Linked DNA regions of Mus musculus: region 2 is linked to region 1. The links are chromatin contacts, called in public promoter capture Hi-C maps. All regions are on one chromosome and are shown on one strand. The core of a region is the stretch at or near the end of the contact, and the rest is flanking DNA. Distances in the headings are between cores, read along the strand shown.

Region 1 (7,373 bases), core at 4,594-7,093:
GCCACTCCTCCAAATGCCATTTCGGTGGAAGACTTCAGGCTCCCTGTTCTGGATCCTTGTCACTGTACTGTCCTCTGCACTTTCTCACAGGGCAGCGCTCTGCTTGGTCCACTGCCTTGTTCACCACCCACATGCCCTGGCTCCGCCTCAGGGTTAAGGCAGCTGTAACTGACCGAGGGAAGCCTAAGCTCACTATTTGTCACCTTCCTCCCAGCATTTCTGTCCCTGCCTGCAACAGCACCACCTGCCCCGTCCCGAGCTCACAGCTGATTCAGCAGGGCATCCTTCTCATCCCCACCCGCAGCGCCATGGGAGCCACCTATCTTCCAGAATCCCCGGCAACCTCTCCTGTTTCTTCCAAGGTAATTTCCCCCTAGTCCTCATGCCCACCCAGCCACCAGTTCTACCTGACGAGACACAATGGAGCTGCCCGGTGGTGACAGAGGAGAGCTGGAATATGGGGACAATCCAGTGCAGGACCCTCCTCCCTCCCATCAGCCATCATTCCCCACTCCACCTCCACCTCCCGTTTACCAAGGCTCAGGAAGGGACAAAGACACACAGCATCACTCTAACACCAGCTGAAAGGAACCCTGAATGCTTTTCACGTCTCTGGCCTAATTAAAAACAAAAACCAGGGCTGGAGAGATGGCTCAGTGGTTAAGAGCACAGACTGCTCTTCTGAAGGTCCTGAGTTCAAATCCCAGCAACCACATGGTGTCTCACAACCACCCGTAATGAGATCTGATGTCCTTTTCTGGTGCATCTGAAGATAGCTACAGTGTACTTAGATATAATAATAAAATAAATCTTTTTTAAAAACAAACAAACAAAAAGCCGACTTATTTTATTAATGTAAGTGTTTTGCCTGACCCCCTAGAACTGGAGTTATGATCGTGAGCCACCATGTGGTTGCTAGGAACCAAAGTCAGGTGCTCTGTAAACAGCCAGGGCTCTCAACTGCTGACCCACCCACCCACCCCTCACTCCTATTTTTGGTGATGCTAGATATTTTGGTAGAACCCAGGGCTTCATACATGCTAAGCCAAGCCCTCTACACTGAGCTATATCCTGTCTTTTTTTTTTTCTTCCCTCCTCTCCTCTCCTCTCCTCTCCTCTCCTCTCCTCTCCTCTCCTCTCCTCTCCTCTCCTCTCCTCTCCTCTCCTCTCCTCCCCCTCCCCCTCCCCCTCCCCCTCCCCCCTCTCCCTCTCCCCTCTCCCTCTCCTCTCCTCCTGAGACAAGGCCTTGCTGTGTCTAGGCTGATCTTCAACCTTCAACTGAAGATCTTCTGTTCTCTCTTGGTAGCTGGGTGAAGGTATGTGCCACATGCTTACCCTATCCTTCCTTACTGTTTTTGGCCAAATCTGTTAAGAATGCATGAACAAACCAATGTTCCTCAAGTCTCTAAGAACAACAGCCAGTTGGAGCCAGAACACATGTTCCTGAACTTCATGGGGCAGAATGTCCTAAGGGTGCAGCTCTATAAGCCCTCAAGAGGTAGCCTGGGCTGCCTTAGGGGGGGGACCTTCTTGACCTCGCTTCCAAGCCAATGAGTGAAAGTCACTAATAAGCTAGTTGGGTCCACACACTAACCTGGTAGAGCAAAATCCTGAGTTATTTAGGAAGGAGCCATTGAGCACAGGGGAGACAGACTAGTCCTTCAGACACCAGCCCAAAGCCCCACACCCTTCCTTGTATGCTGTCCCTGCTTCCTCCAAACTAGGGAGTCACCCAATTTGTCCAGATGGCTACAGAACATGACTGGACAGCAGCGGGGTAAAAGCTCATTCCTGTGCCCAGCCTTAGGGAGCACAGCTTCCCAATCCATTTAGGGGAGGACACTCCAGATCTTCTGAGTAAAAGGAGCATGGAAGCCTTTAATCCCAGGAAGCAGATATCTGTGAGTTCCAGGCCAGCCTAGTCTACACGGCAAGTTACAGGCTAGCCAAGGCTACATAGTGAGACCTCATCACAAGAAAGAATAAAAATGGAGGGTTTGGCTGGTAAGATGATGTAGCCATCCCACATGGTATGAAAGGACCAACTCCCATATACTGTCCTGATTTATAATATACATGCTCACTATGCATTCCCATGAGCATGTGCATGCATACACACATAAATAAATGCAATTGTTTTTTCTTAAGTAGTAGGTCAGCTACTGCAACCTGGTGGCCTCTGGGAACAAGATGCCCTGGAAAAGAATCTAGGGCCTCTTCTGAAACAATAGTAGGGACCCAGGCCTGATCCAGCCACTAAGTAGTTTTCACAGAGTTGGAGAGATACTGGCTTAGCAGTTAAAAGCACTGGCTGCTCTTCCGGAGGTCCTGGGTTCAGTTCCCAGCATCCACACATGGCATTTCATACCCGTCCATAACTCTAGCCCCAGAGGATCCAATACTCTCAGACACACATGCAGGCAGAGCATCAATGCCCACCAGATAAGCAAGAGTTTTCATGCTTTTCTAATTGTGGAAAAAGAAACCAATAACACGATTTTATGACTCATACAAATCAAATCTGTGTCCCACAGTAAAGTGCCGTCAATACCACTGTCCTTCTTGCCACACTAGTACCAGGCACTCTCCCAAATGAGTGGCTAAGGCTAAGGCTGAGAGAGCTGAAAGCTGCATCATGCCACCTACTGACCTAGAACAAGCTGCAGTTGTGAGGTGTGAGGCACAGCTGGAGGCGCCCACTGACCTAATGACACCAGAGCATGCTGTGGAAGAGCCAGGCTTAGTGAAGAGGGCTGCACACAGGTAGGGTGCTAGGAGTGAGGCCTACCTTCAGCAACTAAAAGGAACTGAATGGTGGCCCCACTAAAGATGTGTCCACCAGAGGCCTCTCAGTATGTGGCTCTCTTTGGAAGCGGTCTGTGCAGATATGAACACCCCAACATCTCCAGAAGAGGGTCCTGCAGTTAGCAGGGCTGGAGTCACTGACTGGGAAACTTAGAAATGACTACCTGGAGATACAGGCAGAAACTGTACTTCAAGAGACTACCTCCCTCTCAGAGGTCCTTTGCCTAGAGCAAAGCACTCTCACATCACTCTAGGTCTCTCGCATGAAACCTTCTAGCCCATAGTCACCTGTTTAGGTGGCTCCTGGAAATACCACGAGAGCCCTCCCCACTCTCACTGTCCCACCCACCAAATGTCCAGCAACATGGATGTAGGAGGCCTGAGGCAGGATATACCTTACAGGCCAAGAGCAAGACCACAGAAGGGGACCAGCTTGGGAAAGGAGGCTCCAGATCTGGATAGGCCATGCTTGGGTTCTGTGTCCCCCATAGTGGATGTGGCCCCAAGAAAGGGGAGCCAGCATAGGGAAGCCAAACAAGAAAGGGTTCACCTTGTGGTGGGCGGCTCCCAGGCTCTTTTCCGTGTAAGTCCGTACAAGTTAATTACTGGAGTCAGGGAGGTTCGGTATAGTCTCAGGATGTTCATGGCAGGGAAGAGGTCTCAGTGGACATCAGCAATTGCCCATCTCGGACACAGTGTGGAAGCTCTCCCAAGGGCATAGAGTAAGCTAGTCAAGCCCATTCCTTGGCCCTGCAAGTGGCCCCTGGCGTCTTGGTCCAGTGGGTTAACTGGTGTCTAAATGTCCTGGTAAAATGCTGACCTATGGCCCCAGCATGATGGGACAGCACCCAGCCCTCCCTCAGGTATCAATAATCACCAGACATCCCTGAGTGCTCCTCATGAGCAGTGGTTAAAAACAAGTACAGGCCTACCTCGAACTGGTCTACAGAGTTCCAGGACAGCCAAAGCTACACAGAGAAACCCTGTCTCGAAAAACCAACCAACCAACAAACAAACAACAAAAAACAAGTACAGCTGAAGAAACCTGTGATCCTCCACGCTAAGAAACCAAGGGACCAACTCAGACACTCACTGAGATAGCTGCCCGGCAGGACACATGGAGATACAAACTACGTGTACAGTGAGAGTGTGAGGGTGTGCTCTCATTTGCCTCCGTAAAGAATGAGGTAGACAAGCAACTTCTACACGTTCAAAGTGTCTGTGGATGACACTGAGCCCCAAAGAAAAGGTTCTGGAAGGACATAGACAGAAGGAGAAAGGCATGATTTCTGAGAGAGGATGGGTGATCTGTCTTATTTTCCATTTCCAAGTCTTAGGCATTCTCTATTCGGATCCATTCACATAGCCCCTGGGTAGCTAGTTCTTTTATATCTATTTATGTAGATGGTGGCTCACGATAGCCCAGACTGGCCTTGAACTTGTGATGATCCAACCTCAAGTCTTTTAAGATCTGGGATTACTAGCAAGAGCCACCATGCCTGGCTCAGTTTGCTCTTGGCCTGATGAGATGAGGGCCTCTGATGACAGCCCCAGAGCTCCCTCCCCCTCCCCCCTGAAAGCCCTACCTGCTTCTGATGTCCTTGGTGCGGATGGGGGCCAGAAGGCTGAAAGATCTGGCTGAGTGAATGGAGTGATCGTCACCAGCCAAGGGGCTCCGGGGTCTGCTAGGGCCCAGGTTGCTGTGGGCCCTGACCAGTCTGGTCTGCATGCGGAGCTTGTAGTCCGTGTGCTCGGGGTCAACCTTGTTTGCTGTTCTCAGGGAGCTGGAGGCTATGCTGAGGTCCATAGCTGGTGGTGTGTGTGAGGCATGCAAACTTGCCAACCTGGAGGGGGGCCCACCTGAGGCAGCATCTCTGTGCAGGAGGTCCAAGGAGGTGCTGATCATTCCAGAAAGACAGTCACTCCACAAGGATGGGCTCCCTCCCTCACTGCCTGTGGCCCTTCGGGACTTAGGTATCTCCTGCAAGGATGTGCTGAGGCAGGGCAGGGGACGGCTGTAGGCAGGGGACTGGGCTACTGAGTCTTGCAAGGAGCCCCTGCAGGGACTGGCCCCATTCTGGACAGTCAGATCCTCCTGACTACCCCGGAAACGCCTCCTTCTCCAGCCCTTGTCATCGAGGGACAGGGTTCGCTCCAACTTGGGTCTAATGGGTGGCTGTGGGGTGATGAGATTTGCCTTAGTTTGTGGGTTCTGGTTGCTTGTTTTTGCTGGAATGCTGAAAGGAGGCATGGGGTTTGTCTCTGAACCCTGAGAGTCAGAGGCTGGTAAGAAGCCTGGTGTTGGGATGAGCTTCTTTTCCGTGTTCGGAGGCTGTCCCTGGAGCATTCTGCCTTCTAGCTGCCCAGGTGCCTCAGTGTGACGCAGGCAAGCTGACTTGGATGGCATAGTCCAGACCTGGCCAGCCCTGACCCCCTCAGCCTGGCCCTCCTAAGGAAAGGGATCCTCCCTGGGAGGTTAACAAGCAACTCTTGTTGTCAAGGATGCACGTCAGAGTTCGCCAGCTCGATGCCATGAAAACTCGAGTGGCTCCCTTTGTGGCATGGGGCGGTCCTTTTGGAGGAGGGCCTGTAGCTGCATGGCTGGAGACTTGAGAGTTCTCACCGATGCCTGAGGAAACGCAGAAAAATCTCTTGGCTCCCCGAAGTCAGCTCGCTAGTCTTAAAAGCGACTTCGTGAGAACAGGCGCCAGGGGGTCGGGGCTGCACTTCACGGAGCTGCACAAGTCTGTCCAGCACCCCCGGCCAGCCCTCCACCCCGCCGAGGCAGAGTAGGGCAGCGCGCTCAGCGTCCTAGGCTCACCTGCGCCCTCCGTTCGGCAGCAGACCCGCCGCCGGACGCCCGAGGTCTGATTCAGCCGGGCCCAGCGCTGGCGGAGGCGGACCTAGGCCAGTCACGGTGGCAGCTGGAACAACGACTGCGGCCCCGTGCCTCGGCCCCCGCCCCCGCCCAGGGTTCGCCCCAGCTCAGTCTAGTGGTCACCCTGGCTCAGGTTCCGTTCTGTAGTCTTCCGGAGAACTGCCCGGCCCAAGACCCTATCGCCGCCACAGCGCCCTCTCGCGGCCGGAGGACCACAGCCCGGTGCCTGGAAGCCACGCCCGACACGAGCTCCCGCCCTGCCAAGCCGCGGCAGGACCAGGCACAGGCAGTCACACCCAATAGCTGCCCAAGGCTCTACCAACACTAAAGATCTCGCTGGTCTGCCCCTCAAAACACAAAGGAAGCCATAAATTAAGTTACTTGAGAGCCCAAAATATTTTATTTAACAATGTGAATTTTGGAAAAATAGCAGCTCCCAGGGAGGAAGCTTCTTGAATCCAAAGTGGTTGGCAGTCAACACAGAGCCTGGGCAGGGTTGAACCAGAGGCAAGGGTCCTGCCTGGTCCCAGCAAGGACACAAGTTGCTACTGACCCACAGGGACAGGCCTTTCTTAATGACAGGAACAGGAGGGTCCAAGTACACTCATCTATGGAACGTCCTGGAAGCCATTCTGTGAGTCTTTCCTAGATGATGCAAGGAACCAGAAAACCGGGAAGGGCTGTACTAATTCCATGTTCTACAATTTCTAAATTTAATACCAAACAAACCATTTATGTTTTCTACCTGCTGATTTTTAAATATTTAACTCTCTTTCCCTTCCTCTTTAGAGTGTAAGGATAGTTTTAGGAACAGTCAGTGAAGCCTTAAAGCTTTGACTCTTATGTGGTGGCAGCTCCTTGAAGTGATATGGGTGAGCCAGTGAGTCGCTGCTGAAGGTCCCTGGTGGGCTTTGGGGTAGAGATGCAAGGTTCCAGAGTGTGCGCTAGGACACCGTAAGCCACTCCAAGATACCACCAAGGCTTTAAGTGCTGTCTGCAGGTGACATTGAGTCAGCTAGAGGGCTCCATACAGACTCCTGGCTAGGAGGGCAGTACGTTGCAGCACACAGCCAGTTTTTGACCTGGTTAATCAGATCAGCAGCTTCAGAATATCAGCTCCCTGGGGCTCTCCCCAGTGACTGAGCCATGACGGAAAGCTCGGAGCAAAAAAAAAACGCACCCAGCACTAATGAGGCCACAGAAAATGGAGTGAGGCTGGAAATGTTGGAGAGACATGCCCTTGTAACCACTTCCTCCCCAGCCTGGGAGCCGCTGCCATCTGGTGACCCTTTGAGGAGCTGGCATGTACTCCCCAGTTCACAGGACAAGGCACAGTTGCCCAGTGCAGTTTGAGGCTCCTCTTAGGCCAGACATCCCAGCAGTCAGTCCTCTCCAGGTAAGCAGACAGCCTTCTCAGTAGCCTAAGGATCCCTGGTTGGTTTGCACCATTTCTCAGGTGAGAAAGGCCTTGGTGTCCAAGTAACTGTGCTCTCCTGTAGTGAATCCCTGCCTAGCCTCTCTGCGGGGATATTCTCAAGTGGCTCAAACCTTAATTTGTCTAAAGTGACTAAAAAAGAAACATTGTTCTTTTACATAAAAGACTTTGAATTAGATTCATTCTATCCAGCATTTGAAAGGAACCTTGAAATCAATTTTTCAATCATTCATATACATAGGCTGCAAGGAAGGA
Region 2 (7,644 bases), core at 363-2,862, 220 kb after region 1:
CGGGGAGGGGAGGGGAGTCATGCGTGGGGAATGGAGGTGCATCATGTGTGCACATGGAAGGCAGAGGTGGGTGCTGGGTGCTTTCTTCGATCACTGTCCACCTTTTCCTTTGAGGCAGGGTCTCTTCCTGAACCTCAGGCTGCTTTCTCAGCTAGGCTGTGAACCAGCAAGTCCTAGCAACCATCCTACAACGGCTCCACTCAACCTGTAACCTGGGTTACAGGTGTGCGCAGGATGCTCGATCTGCTACATGGATGCTGAAATTTGAATTTCAATCTTTATGTTTTCACAATAAGTGCTTTCAGCTGCTGAGTCATTTTTTTCAGCCTTCCCGTCACCACACTTAAACTACATTGTTTATCTGACCTGCAAAATCAAGATTGAAGACATAATAAAATAGTCAAACTGCTTAAGCAGCTCGTTTATAATTGGTGCGATAATGAAACAATCCCATGTTTCCCTTCTTTTTTCTCCTTCCTTCTTTTCTCCCTCCCTCCTTCCCTCCCTCTCTCCTTTCTTTCCTTTCTTCTTTCCTCTCTTCCTCCCTCCTTCCATCCCTTTCTTCCAGCCTCTCTCCCTTCCTTCCTTCTTTCCTTCCTTGAGGCAGGGTCTCCCTTTGGGCTTCTGGCTAGTCTGGAATTTGAAACATAGGCCAGGCTGGTCTTTCTGCTTCTGCTTCTTGGTTTCTGGGACACAGACTTGATGCTATTTTCCATTTGTTTTGTGACCTGCTCCTGGCTCTAGTTCTCTTCAGCCTTTCTAGCTTATAAATCCAAACCCTTCAGCTGGGCTCATGGGACTCTCGCTCCACTTTTATGAAGAGAAGGTTGGCCTGGTTCACTAATTGCGAAGCAATTAACATCCTTAAACTAAAGCTGTCTTTTATCATTTTGCAAGGCATATATATATGGACAGCACTGGGGCACAGGGGAAGGCGTATTCCCTGGGAATGCATATGACATCGCTATAGAACCCCTAAGAAAGGTGTGGGTGAGGATTGAGGGCAGCTGATGCGCATGGTGGACGGTGCATTCTGGCCATTGTCTGCTAAGTTCAATAAGCCTCTAACTAAGGTCAGCTGCTGCTTTCCTAATCACCCTAAATGGGAGTCACAGGAGAGGGGCGTGTCTGTCCATGGGCAGAAATCAGAAGAAACTGGTTCTCAGGAGTAGTTGCTGACCGCGTGGGCTGTGGGTCCTTCCCTATGCCCCGGTGCAACAAGGGCTGAAGACTCTCGGTGCCAGAGGTGGTGGCCTCAGGACTGACTAGCCTCACCTGCATACTGGGGAGGGATGGGGGCAGATCCATCAACGTCTTTTACCCTTGAAAAGGTGGAAGAAATGCGCAAGCGCAGGCGGGGACCTTACAGGTCCTCAGCGCCAGCCTGCCCCGGTGTTTCATGCTCACACAGGGTTGCCGTAGCGGGTCCCGGAGCTCTCGGGAGGTTGGGGGTGGGGGGGTGGGGGGTGGCGTAGGTCCCCAGCGGGAGAGCTAGACTAGCCGCGGGGCCGCGCGCCAGTCCTCCCACGCGCGTGCACGCCCCTTCCGTTTGTCTCCACACGCGCGCGCACGCCCCTCTGTCCATCTTCCCGCGCGTGCACGCCCCTCCTCCAGGCCGTCTCCCCGCGCGTGCGTCGCGGTCCTTGCTCAGAAAGGCACGCGCCTTGCCTTTAACGCGAGCCGAGGACGAGCGGCCCGCATGGAGAGCGAGCGGCGGCCGCTGCGGGCCTGGCCGGGCTGGGGCTGAGGCCGAGCCAGCCGCGGGGTTCCGCAGCCGGGGCCGGAGCCCATCATGCGGCGGCTGCGGCGCTTGGTGCACCTAGTGCTCCTCTGCCCCTTCTCCAAGGGCCTGCAGGTAAGCCGCAGCCGGCCAGGTGCTACCACACGGGGAGGGGCAGGGCGTGGGATGGCGAGGGTCGATGGGTGCACGCGGGTGCACCGGAGTCCTTTCTAACCTTCGCAACTTAAAAAAAAAATTCTGGAATAGCAAACTTGGCCAGCCCCTGGCCAGTTCTTGAGACAGCTGGAAACAGGGGCTGTGGTGACCTTGGGCCAGTGGAGGGCCAGCTCCTGTCTGCAGAAGAGGCCCCTCCCCTCATGCTTTGAGGTGATGGAGTCAGGCCTCTGGGCTCCAGCCGCTGGTTGCCACGGTCCTTAGAGCCTACAGGAAGGAGCCAGCCCTCACCAGTCTAGCCAAGGTCTCTCTGAAGGGCCGTCCTGAGGATGCTGGAGGATGCCTTTGTCCTGGGGCCTGGCCTCCCTTAGACTGTTTTACATAAAGGATGAGGACTGAAGCCTGTTGGATGCAGAGCTCTTCCAGGCCCAGATGCCCTTGTCTGCCCTCTTCCAGAGGCAGTAGCTTGTGCTGTGATCCATGCTCAGGCCTAGGTTGGGTTCGTGACCTGAGGTGTATGGGGGACCCTTCTTGTGCCAGGAGATGGGGTGTACCCATACCCCTAGCCCTGAAGCTAGGCCCTGACTCAGCAATGTGTGGACCCAGGAGTGGCAGGAGAGGGGTTTGGGCCAGTTCCCAGTGGGGCTGGTTCAGAGAGAGCCACTGGCTGAGCCCTTCCTGCCCCAAGCCTCAGTTTCCTGCGTGGGAAACACTAGGGCACCTGCCACCTGGCCCGGGTTTCCTGGGCAGGGAGTTTGCTGTGCAGTTACTATCCCTGTAATGACCTTCCCACCTTCCATGTGACTTTTCTGGAGCTGGACTGTTCAGCCTCGAAAATTATGGGCCCAGGGCTTGCCAACTTGTTCCCCACTGAGTGGCAGAAATCTGTGCGAGCTTTTGAGTACCACTGTGGTGAGTCCCGCCCCGGGGTGAGCAAAGACTCAGGGATCCTGGAGAAGAGCTGCGTCAGACAGAGGCCAGGTAAACCATCAAAGCTTAGCCAAGGTAGTCTAGGGGAGCCACCTGTGCCAAGGTGGCTTGGGAGGGCCTGCCTGGAGTGGTCTCTGACCTGCAGGTTTCTAGCGGCTTCTAGTTCTACATCACTTGGGCCAGCCTGGGCCAGCCGCTGTCCTGGCCCTGGCCCTGGCCCTTTGCTCTAGGTGTGGCTGAGTCCTTTGATCTGGCCTCACAGCCAGTGTCCCTGCAATTTCTCAGTCTTCCTGTTTTAATTTTGGACAAATCTGAAAGAAACAGCTGAGTGCCAGAGCCATGAGTGTCCCAGGAGAAGTCCCCAGAGCCATGCCCCGGAATAGGGACCATCTCCTAGAACTTTCTGGAAGAATGTTCTAGAAGAAGGGCTAAGCATCATTCCTGTGGTAGAGGTTCCTTATGTTCTGGCTCGGAGGCAACTAGGGTAAACTTGAGCTCAGCATGACTCCCAAATCCAAAAGTGGGGTGCTAGCTGGTTTCATTCTCAGACTTTCTGGCCGCGGGTAGACAGGAGGCCACAGGAAATTCTTGACATCAGTAGAGTCCCCCCTGTAGGGTTGCCGTGTTGGTTATTCAGGCCACTTAAGAGGCCGGGAAAGCTTTTCCTGTGATGGACTTCCTTTGTAAACTTTGTAAACCCTCAAGGTAGGAAAGTGGCCAGGTGCCTGCCTAAGGAGTCCTCCCTGTCATAACTGATTTCAGCCTCTGTCACAAAGGTCATGTTCATCCCCTCAACAGGACCCTCCCTATATTATGGTAATTTTAGGTGAAAAGTGTGAACAAAAACTTGCAATGCCAGAACAAGAAAGCTCACCAATTAACCCCTGAGCTCCCAAGCTCAGGCCCTGAAATCCCACCACTCCTCACCCTGGAAATCTTCATTCTAGAAAGCTTCCTGCCCCCTCCAAGAACCACTATATAAGATAAGCATTATGCTTTGTCCAATTCCCGGCTATCTGCTCTCTCCCGGGAGCATGGCAGCCACTCCTGGATTTGTCCCTCTTCTCCCTGGACTCTCCAATAAATCTTTTCTTTTATAAGATTTACTGCCTGGTGTGGGCTCTCTCATTGGAAGACGACAAGAAGCAATAAAGAGAGGAGAGGAAGAGAAGGAGTGGGGCTGAGGCCCTGGGGATCGGCTCCCTTGGGAGCCACGGTGCCTCTGCTGCGGAGGCTTCCTCTCAGAGCTGTGTGCTTTCTGGGCTTCTGAGTCCCAGAACACCCTCCCACCTGAGCAGAAAGGCCAGCATGCTGCCGTACAGGTCTGGCCTTCCCCGTCCCTGCTGCCTGTTCTCTATGGCTGATGCCTCCTTGCCCTTACCTTGAGCTTGGGACGTCTAGCCCCATGTGGGACGGGCTCTTTGGAAGTCCAGTCTGTTCCCTGCAGGGACTGCCATTTTCCAGGCTGGGCAGTGGGGAGGGAGGTGGCATCTAGCTGTCTCTGACTGTCAATTTTGGACACTGCTTGGAGTACTTAGTGGAGGCCAGTGTCCTTAGCACCTAGACCAGAACTTTTCCTACTGCCAGCGCTCTTCTTTGCTGTCAGCCGGGAAAATTGAGGCAGGGGGGTGAGGATGGCAGGGTGACCCAAGTGGTAAGATTATAGAAAGGTGTCCACCACACACTCAGCTTGTTTGTTTGAGACAGGGTTTTTCTGTGTAGCCTTGGTTGTCCTGGAACTCACTCTGTAGACCAGGCTGGCCTCGAACTCAAAAAGAGTTGCACCTTCTTCTGCCTCCTGAGTGCTGGGATTAAAGGTGTGGGCCACCACTGCTGGCTTTTGGTTGTTTGTTTTTGTTTTTGTTTTTGTTTTTGTTTTTTGAGACAGGGTTTCTCTGTATAGCCCTGGCTGTCCTGGAACTCACTTTGTAGACCAGGCTGGCTTCGAACTCAGAAGTCCACCTGCCTCTGCCTCCTGAGTGCTGGGATTAAAGGCGTGTGCCATCACGCCCGGCTGTTTTGTTTTTTTGAGGCAGGGTTTCTCTGTGTAGCCCTGCCTGTCCTGGAACTCACTCTGTAGACCAGGCCAGCCTTGAACTTACAGAGATCCTCCTGTCTTTGCCTCCCAAGTACTGGAATCTAAAGGTGTGGGACACCACCACCTGGCACACACAGTTGTGGCCAAATGCACAGCCTGAAATATCCTGTCCTGTCCCTCTCTACTTGTGCATTTGGTGAATTGTGCATTGACAGTGCTGCGGAGCCACTGGCGTGGCCCATCCACAGAAAGCTCACCTTCCCACACTGACTGTTCCCGCAGCCTACGCTGCTCCCGACACTTAACTTCTGTTTGGCTCGATGCGTGTGAGGACTTTGGGGACTTTGTCTGATTGAGTCTCACAGGAGGTATCCTTCTGTGACATCCATGCCGGTGGTGGCAGGTGCCAGATGACTTCCTGCCGAGGCTGAGTGGTGTCTCTCTCTATCTCATTGATGGATTCTGGCGTTCACCATTGCTGTTGTTGATGCTGCTGCTGTGAATGTGGGTGTGTGACCCCATGTCTTTTCACTGCTTCCCAGGGTGCAACAGAGGTGGGTTGTTAGGCCCTTGCCCTTCACACTCCTTTACCTGCTGGTCCTGGCTCGAAGAAGGGTCGAAGGGTCAATCCCTGGAGGGGCTGATGGCCCGGCTGCTCAGCTGGATGTACCTGGAGGCAGGGGTGTTAGGAAATGAGGGCATTTCAAGGGAGCAGGCTCCATATCTTCATTCGGCTTAGGCTTCTCCTCACTTTGAATCGTCTCCCTGTCCCTGATGGGGAGCCCCTGGCTGCAGACCCTGGCATGTGCCCGACATGGTGGGGTGTCGAGACGCTTCTCAGTCCTGGAGGTGGTGGGTGCTAGCTGGGCACTTCCTCACCTAGTCCCTCCTTCGCAGGGCCGGCTCCCAGGCCTCAGGGTCAAGTATGTCTTGCTGGTCTGGCTGGGCATCTTCGTGGGCAGCTGGATGGTCTACGTGCACTACTCGTCCTATTCAGAGCTCTGCCGTGGGCACGTCTGCCAGGTGGTGATCGTAAGTCTGCCTGGGCCCCGGGACCTGACCCTTGTGGGGGTCCTTAGAGATTTGGCGGGAGGTGGGGAGAAGGCTGGGAGGTCAAGGGAAGGAAATGGGCGAAATTGGCTGCTGCATGTCCTAGGGGTGGACATAAATGCTGAAGCATGTGTTCTGTAGGGAGACTAGAATGGCCTGGAGAGGGCTGCCTGGCCAGCCCTGAAAGCAGGCTGTGAGGTAGAGTCTCCAGGGAAGCCCCTGCTGCTGCTGAGTGTGGATGGATGTCCTGTGAGTGCATGCGTGGGGGTACGTGCTTGCACGCCAGTGCCTGTGTGAGCCTGCCCATGAGACTCATGAAGCTGGTACCCTCTGTTCCTTGTGACTGGTGATGGGAGCCAGATGGGGACATTGCCTCTTTTCCAGAGATCTTTCTCCACCCCTTGGTTGTAGTCTCAGGTGCTAGCCAGGCTCTCAGCAGGTGGGAACTGTCAGTGGATCCCCACTCTGGCTCACTCTGCAGATGGGGAAACTGAGGCTTAGAGACCTGGGAACAGCAGGAGTCCTGAGGATGGCTGAACGAACATACTTCCTACCTCAGGTTCCTTGTGTGTGTGTATGCATACATACGTTGGCATAGATTCTGGGGTTAGAACTGAGGCCATTAGACTTGGTGGCAAGGTTTTTTTTTTTTTTTTCCCCTCCTGGGCCATCTCCCCTGGTTTCTGTGGAACCTTTCTCTTGTTCTGCCATCTTGGAATGCTGAGCAGGGTCAGTAGGCTCCTGCCTCTCCATCTGCTGTGAGGCAAGGGCACCAGAGCCCTCTCATCCCCCAGAGTCCTGTGACTGCTGTTGTTGGGCTTCAGTACAGAGTCCTGTACTGAAGGGCTTGCCCACAGGTGGTGGGGTGAAAGGCATGACATTTCTGTTTCTATCTATCTGATGAGCCTGTCTCATGTGGCCATAGGACACACAGGTCTTCGTGGGTCACATGGCTGAGTCAGTGCTTCAGACTGGCTCAGCTTCTTGGATGGGGGGGCGGTATTGGGTACTTTACCTTTTCCTCCAAGCCAGGCTCCATGACAACCAGTGATGTATATCCAGGAATTTACCCAAGTGAGAGCCACCAGGCTCCTTACCGAGACTAGAGGCTGGGTAGTGCCAATTTAATCCGATGAGAAGCTCTCCTTGAGCCATTGGCTAATGAGATAACCTGGGGCAAGCCCAGCAGGAAGTAAGGCCCCCAGCAGATGTGGGGACTCTGGATGCCATTTCTTTAGGGATGGTGACAAATAAGCTCGACAGTGACTAGCAACTGGAGGATTGGATCACTTGAGGTATTGGGTCTCCTTAACAGCACCTGTTATGGTTGGTGGCTGAGTCCAGATGGATCCTGAGGTTGTCATCGACGCCTGGCCCTACCATTGGGCTACTTCTGCCTTAGCCAACAGGGCAGGCTTATCCAGGACAGAGGTCAGAGTGGATGGAGGAATGCTGAATGGGCAGTGTGGAAACCTGCTCAGAGAGTGCCCTGAGCTGCCTCAAGAGTTCCCAGCCATACAGGGTCCAGAGCTTGGACAGCCTCACTATACGGGTGACCAGGGATGGGTGGCCTAGGTGCCTAAAGCCTGAGGCTTAGTTACTGTCCATGATTAAGGCCCCTCATGGGACTTATTGCTTTCATCTGACCCTGACCACAGCTCTGCTGCTGAGGGTCCACTTGGGGCTGCAGTGGGAAGCCTGTGAGGGGCCCTGCCTGTGGTCCTGGCCACCT

The links. Promoter capture Hi-C pulls out the DNA fragments that hold promoters and counts their contacts.
Region 2: a contact with region 1 is called in a promoter capture Hi-C map of embryonic stem cells, with 4 times the contacts expected there. The contact joins the promoter of Dipk1b here to the promoter of Inpp5e in region 1. A contact is called at or near these places in 15 of 39 promoter capture datasets (the 3T3-L1 cell line, 3T3-L1-derived adipocytes, the C10 cell line and 11 more), 1 of 15 datasets of contacts at CTCF or cohesin (embryonic stem cells), 1 of 115 datasets of contacts at active chromatin or transcription factors (large pre-B cells) and 3 of 9 other capture datasets (adipose tissue, liver and pancreatic islet).

Annotation. Positions count from the first base shown.
Region 1 is chr2:26,403,376-26,410,748 of GRCm38.p6, forward strand. It overlaps Inpp5e (inositol polyphosphate-5-phosphatase E), which reads right to left and starts at 5,844. Exons shown (of 10, transcript NM_033134.3): 1 at 4,392-5,844. The coding sequence starts at 5,212. Sec16a (SEC16 homolog A, endoplasmic reticulum export factor) reads right to left here. Exons shown (of 30, transcript NM_153125.2): 30 at 6,056-7,373.
Region 2 is chr2:26,626,845-26,634,488 of GRCm38.p6, forward strand. Dipk1b (divergent protein kinase domain 1B) reads left to right here and starts at 1,613. Exons shown (of 5, transcript NM_019833.3): 1 at 1,613-1,855; 2 at 5,760-5,894. The coding sequence starts at 1,793.